Regions from separate parts of the Zea mays genome. Here region 2 is linked to region 1. Evidence: chromatin contacts called from public Hi-C data. All regions are on one chromosome and are shown on one strand. The core of a region is the stretch at or near the end of the contact, and the rest is flanking DNA. Distances in the headings are between cores, read along the strand shown. Region 1 holds the start of LOC100193790. Region 2 holds the start of LOC103647917 (zinc finger protein CONSTANS-LIKE 15-like).

What was found. A called contact is a pair of places that touch in the nucleus more often than the background predicts.
Region 2: a Hi-C map of tassel shows a contact between it and region 1, with 1.9 times the contacts expected there. The contact joins the promoter of LOC103647917 here to the promoter of LOC100193790 in region 1. A contact is called at or near these places in 3 of 25 Hi-C or Micro-C datasets (ear, leaf and tassel).

Annotation. Positions count from the first base shown.
Region 1 is chr2:222,207,533-222,210,698 of Zm-B73-REFERENCE-NAM-5.0, reverse strand. It overlaps LOC100193790, which reads left to right and starts at 1,848. Exons shown (of 1, transcript NM_001138875.2): 1 at 1,848-3,166. The coding sequence starts at 1,924. The coding sequence ends at 2,403. It also overlaps a transcript of LOC100384703 not described here.
Region 2 is chr2:222,353,274-222,356,362 of Zm-B73-REFERENCE-NAM-5.0, reverse strand. LOC103647917 (zinc finger protein CONSTANS-LIKE 15-like) reads left to right here and starts at 1,476. Exons shown (of 4, transcript NM_001394929.1): 1 at 1,476-2,196; 2 at 2,316-2,570; 3 at 2,721-3,061. The coding sequence starts at 1,657.

The sequences.
Region 1 (3,166 bases), core at 599-3,098:
TTTATAGACACTTTATTAATTATATAATAGTGTCTCTTAATTGTCTCTTATAATAAAAAAATTGTTTTGGTGTTTCTTCGCTATACATGCCCTAACAACCCTAAGAAAATATTTCACCAAACTTCTTTTAACCGGCACAGCTGGTCTCAACTATCCCCCGGCCCTAAAATTCCAGTAAGACACTAGCGACGATCTTGACGGCCAAACAATGTGGTCCACAGGCGTATATATATATTATTGAATGTAAAGGCTTCCACCGTCACCAGAAGCAAATTAATAAATCTTGACCGGCGAAGAAGGCCATGTAGCCTAGCTCGTCTTCTTTAGATTTTCATTGATGATGACTTCTGAACGGGAAAAAGATAAGGAGACTGTGCTCTACGGTCGATTCAAAATGGCTGAACGCTCCGAGTCCAGTCAAGCCAATGGAAATCAATTCATCAGATGACGAGTTGCCTAGAAAAATCGGAGTGGCATGGCCCCTAATGGCTTTCTCCCCATGTCACCGCCACTCTTTTTACCGGCAACATATTTAGGGTTTTTTAAATGCACTAGTCTAATAATTAGCTGTTAAAATTCACGGAATATATCTAAACATTCTAGATAATAGTTTAAGTATGAATTATTTTTAGCCAATTAGTTAAAACTTAGCTAGATATTTATTAGTTAGCTAATTCCACTAGCAAATTTTTAGTCAGCTAACTAGAGCTCTAGTGCATATATTATAAAAATGATTAAGGTTTTCACATGCTAACATCGTATTCATATCTTGTCCATTAGATCTATAATCTACAGTGGAGTGTAATTTCGCCTCTCCTCAGGTTATCTCTAGCAGTTTACATATCCTCATACTTAAATTCAAACTTTACTCTGCGAACAATACAGTCTACAGTGCAAAACAGTGTTTTAGATGATCATATGGGTAAACTGCTAGACACAGTGTCACACTGTTTTCTAAAGAACTCAATGTTTTTTTACTTAAATACTCCATCCGTTCACAAAATGTTTGTCGTTATGGTATTCGTGTCAGTCAAAATTTCTTAAGTTTAACTAGATTTATAGAATATATTAGCAACATTTGCATCTTCGAATAATTTTACTACAAATATAGATTTAAATATCTACATAGCGATACTAATTATGTACTATAAATATTAATTTTTTTATATAAACTATAAATATTAATATTTTTTTATATAAATGTGGTCAAAGTTAAAAATGATTGACTCCTTAAAAAATGAGAACGACTAATATTTACAGACAGAGGGAGCAGGACACTACGTTCTCAGGTGTGATTTCACTCGGTCGTAGATAATAAGTCTAATGTACAAGATTCGATATCGGCACGTTAAAACCCAAATCGTTTCTATGCTAGATATGTTGTCCTTTTTTTATGCATTTGTTTTCTTCAAGGAACGAGGAGTGGGACGTCTCGCCGACCCAATTTGCAAATTAAGTATTGGTTATTACATGCGTATTACGAGGATCGTGACATTCGTTGTCTCTAGCGTGGGTGGGTTGGGTTGGATTCACTGGACCGGCCGGAGTGGAGACTGTTGGCGCGCCACGGTTTCCTTTTACACGTTGTGCTTGTGCGTCCCTGTCCTCCTGCTTTCATTCTTATCGCGCGGAAACTTCCTCCCTTCCACTCTGCCGGCAGGTCCCGCCGGTGCCGGTGGGACCCACGCAATAATTTAGACCCAATCAAACCACCCACACAACGCAACGTGGCGCGGCGCCCACAGAAAATCCGTCCGAGCCCCCGTTTAGTTCAGCTGGCAGCTGACTGGCTATAAACACCCGACCCAGCTCCGCAGCGCGGCACGGCACACGGCTTTTGGCAGCTACAAACCACCCAAAAGCCACCCCCAGAAACCGGCGGTCCTTGGGTGTTCCGGATCTGAGCCAGCAGCTGAGAAGAGGATGAGCGCCGTGGCCGCCATGGCGACGTCGTCGCTGAACCCCAACGCGCCGCTCTTCATCCCGGCGGCGTACCGGCAGGTGGAGGAATTCTCGCCCGAGTGGTATGAGCTCGTCAACACCACCGCCTGGTTCCGGGACCACTGGTTCCGCCAGCACCAGCACCACGAGGCCGCCTTCGCCGCCGCCGCCGACGCCGAGCTCGACGTCGCCGCGCTCCTCCCCGACGACTCCGTCGACCTCCTCGACACCGACGACCTCTTCTACGCGCCTGACGTCCACCACCCCCACAACGCCAAGCCGGCGCTGCTGCCCGGGTACGACCTCGACATGCTCAGGGCGCTGAGCCTCAGCTCCCCCCGGGCCGCCGCCGCGCCGTCGCCGTCGCCGTTGCTGCGCGCCCAGCAGCAGAGGCACGCGGACAGGCCGGCGCACCACGCCAGGGGCGCCGCGCGCCGCGTCATCATCCACCAGCCTCGCTAGAAGCAGCCTGCTCATGGCGGGCCGCCGCCATGGCTGTTGTGCCTAGTGTAACCTCAAGCAAGTCTAGTCTGTTTCTGTCTGTGTATACGACTAAAAAAACAACAGATGGAAGATTCGGACGAGGCGGCCAGTGCTCTCTCCTCGTAGCCAGCTTCTCCTGTTCCAGCTCAGTTCTTGTTCATCCAGCAGAGCACCCAAAAAAAAAAAAACAGGCGGAGTGATGTACTTACTATTCCTCCTCCTCCTCCTCCCATGTCCATGTTGTTGAATATATATATGATGGCAAGCAGCCTGATCTTTTCAATTCTTCTTCCATTACTACCTCGCTTTGCTTCAGTTGTCCTATGATTCAGATGGAACTGAGTTGTCAACGACTCCAGGATGCTACATGTGCCGAGCTACTCTCCAGATGACTTTCGGGATGTCTAGCTGTCAGCATCCACTGAAGAAGAATCGGTCCTTGAAACGAAGGCCGTAGGAAGCACTGATGGACCACTGATTTTACCACCAAACAACAGGTGTAACATAAAGCAACCTACGCCAGTTGCACTGTCTGTCAGCAGGTATAACCGATGGTAGTTTAGCAACAGATTGCAACCAGACTAGCTCAGTTTGCTCCAGAACATTTGCGCTATACCAGATTTCCTAAGTCGCAGCCACTTCAGTCCATTCCTCAGAAAGCCACAAAGAGAAGTCCATGTCGGCCGCACACCTTCCTTACAGACGTCAGGACGACTCCTTGACAGGGACATGACACCTTCAA
Region 2 (3,089 bases), core at 227-2,726, 150 kb before region 1:
ACTCTCCTCATGCAGTCATGCTGCAACTTTTTCTCATTCAGGCATGCCATGTGATTTGAGATTTGAGACATGTGCTATCAGCCTGTGACGATGATGCATCATGTTTTCAAAGATATCTATGCATGGCACAGCCGCACAGGCGTCTGATGACTTTGGTATTTTTGTCATAGGATTCTTGAACCCTCTTTACCCGTTACAACAATACTTACCTTGTTGCAGGACTTGAAAGCTGGCAACATCAATGCTAAATTGTCTTGTTTCTTTGTCCAGAATCGATTTACTTCCTGGGACTGGGTGGCTGGGCAATAATTTGATGTGTCTCCACTTTGGAGCATTGCATATGCCGCCTCACTCCCTTGGTGAGTCGTGACCACTAGCCCCTACACTACGGTTTCTGTTGCAATTTATGAGGATTCTTGTTCTAGTCGCAATCAAGCCTTGTTTCAGCAGTTCATGACTATACATAACCGCACGCCATGTCTGTGAGGCGTTTATAGAGTTTTTTGTTAGATCCGACCAAAATTAAACATGGGTCTTTTTAAAATTGGTCGAGACCCAATCTAAATATCAACACTTCCTGTGACCCAATTTTCAACTGTTAACACTTACTGTAACACGATTCGCGGTCTTCCTCTTTTCTTTCGACATCAACTTTTTCACCATGAAAGCAGGGCGACTCTTTCTTCCGGCACATTTTTTTTTTCACAATGGAGGGACTATTTGAGGTATTTCCTTTCTTTCGATATAAATAAACTCTTTCAACGACGGATGGACAGACAGGCTGTGTGGACATGGGTCTGTCTACCCAAGTATAGTTGTTAGTTGGAGCTGAAAAGCCTGCTAAACTATTTAGCTTAGCCACTGTATAATTGGGTCCTCGGCTGACAGTTGCACACTCCTACGTCTCTGTCAATAGCTGTTACTAAGGATATCTCCAGCAGATTTTCTATTTCATTCCTTATTTTAAACTTCACTTTGTAAACAGTATCCTCCACAATTTTATTTCTTATTTTAAACTTCACTCTGTAAACAATGTCATCTACAGTTTCGTATTCACTATTTTTTCTCGCCTGCTGGAGACGGTCTAAGGCAATTTTTATTGGAGGGTTTTATCGTACTCTCACATCTCTCGTTAAACTCTCTTATATCTCTCTTCATTAAATTGTATGACATATTATCTTTTTGGCTTATATGGCATGTTATCGTTTTTATTTCCATCTCCTTTAAGAACCTTCATCCTACGCATTAAATCAAAGGACGAAGGTCCAAATACTTAACTTGTTTTCGACACCTTTAGAAAATCAAATATCAACAGTAGACATATATGTAGAATACATACAGCTCTGGTAAACGCTGAGCCAAAATAGCGGGCTTCGCGCTCAACTACGGGGCGGCGTGCTGCTGCTGCTGCATGGCCATCTACAGACTACAGAGTGTCTTTGTACTGGCACCCACCATCGACCTACAACAACTACAAGACAGTAGCGACGAGTGAGGGTGACGACCGTGCGAGTTGTAGGCCTCTATCGTCCCCTCTCCCTTTCGCGCCATCAATCCTGTGCCTCCTCCGTCCTCACTGCAACAAATCGCGCTCGTCCCAACCAGATCCCCCGGGGTCTTGTCCGCTGCCGTGATCCGCCGCAGGTGGCGGAAGCCATGTCCGACGCGGACGCGGCCGGCAGCAAGGAGGCGCCGAGATGCGACTACTGCATGGGCCTGCCGGCCGTGGTGTACTGCCGGGCCGACTCCGCGAGGCTGTGCCTGCCGTGCGACCGCCACGTGCACGGCGCCAACACGGTGTCCACCCGCCACGCCCGGGCGCCGCTCTGCGCCAGGTGCCGCGCAGCCGCCGCCACCGCCGTCGCGTCCCCCCGCGGCGGCGGCGGCGGCTTCGTCTGCGCCGACTGCTACTGCTTGGAGAAGGAGGACGAGGAGAAGGGGGAGGAGCACCGGGACCCGCGGCCGCTCCACCACGACCATGACGCGGTGGAAGAGTACGCCGGGTGCCCTTCGATCGCCGAGCTCGCGGCCATCCTCGGCGTCGCCGGGTACGACGAGAAGGCGGCGGCGGCGGGCGGGGACGTCGGTTGGTGGTCCACCTGGGAGGAGCCCCAGGTGGTGTGCTTGGAGGACGTGGTCGTTCCTACCACATCTTGTCATGGCCTCCATCCGCTCCTCGCACCGCCGTCCCCAAAGGTACGGTGCTGCTTCGGCTGCTGCCCTGCTACAAGAGCCATTGTTAAATGAAACCAAACAAAAAAAAAACGGGATTCTTTTTCCTCTTCTCTAATGGTTGTCTTGATATGGCGACCTAGAACCGGAGCTCCGGCGGTGAGCTGGCTGACGTGGTAATCCGGCAGCTGGAGGAGCTCGCCAAGTCGGAGGCGGCGGCCGTGGCGGCGTCTTACGCGGAGCTGGAGCCGGGTGACGGCGAGCAGCTGCCTCCATGGGCGTCGCCGGAGCTCGACATTGGAGCCGCCGCAGACTTCGGGGCTCTCGACGCTGCTGACGCTGACGCCGCCTGGCATGATGCAGCGACCATGGCTTTCGCAGCAGTGCCTTCCCACGAGGTTTGGTTCAGTGTTCAGTCACTTCTCTGCTGCAGCTGCACACATTACAGCATCTACTAGTTTATATATGGCAATTCTAAACTACATATTTCCAAGGGCAACAGGATCTCATCAAATTTCTAAGCAACGACATGCATGAACTGGTGACAGGAGCAGGAGGCGTGGATCGCGACCGCCTGTGACGTCGACGCGCGCCGGGCGGAGGTGGAGGTGGAGGAGGCGCGCGAGCAGGCTGCTCCGGCGCCGGACGAGCCGTGCCTGTCCTCGTTCGTGGACATGTCGGAGATCTTCCCCGCCAGCGTCACGCTCAGCAGCGGCGGCGACGTGGACAATAGCGGCAACAAGCCAGACGAGGAAACGGCCCCGCGACCGCAGCTGTTGGCCACGACGGCGCTGGTGCCGGTGACGGAAAAGAAGGGCGGCTACGACGTGGCCCACCCCGACCGCGGCACGGTGATCTCGCGCTACAAGGAGAAGCGGAAGAACAGGAGGTGAGCGGGCGAGCCGGAGTAGTGGTAG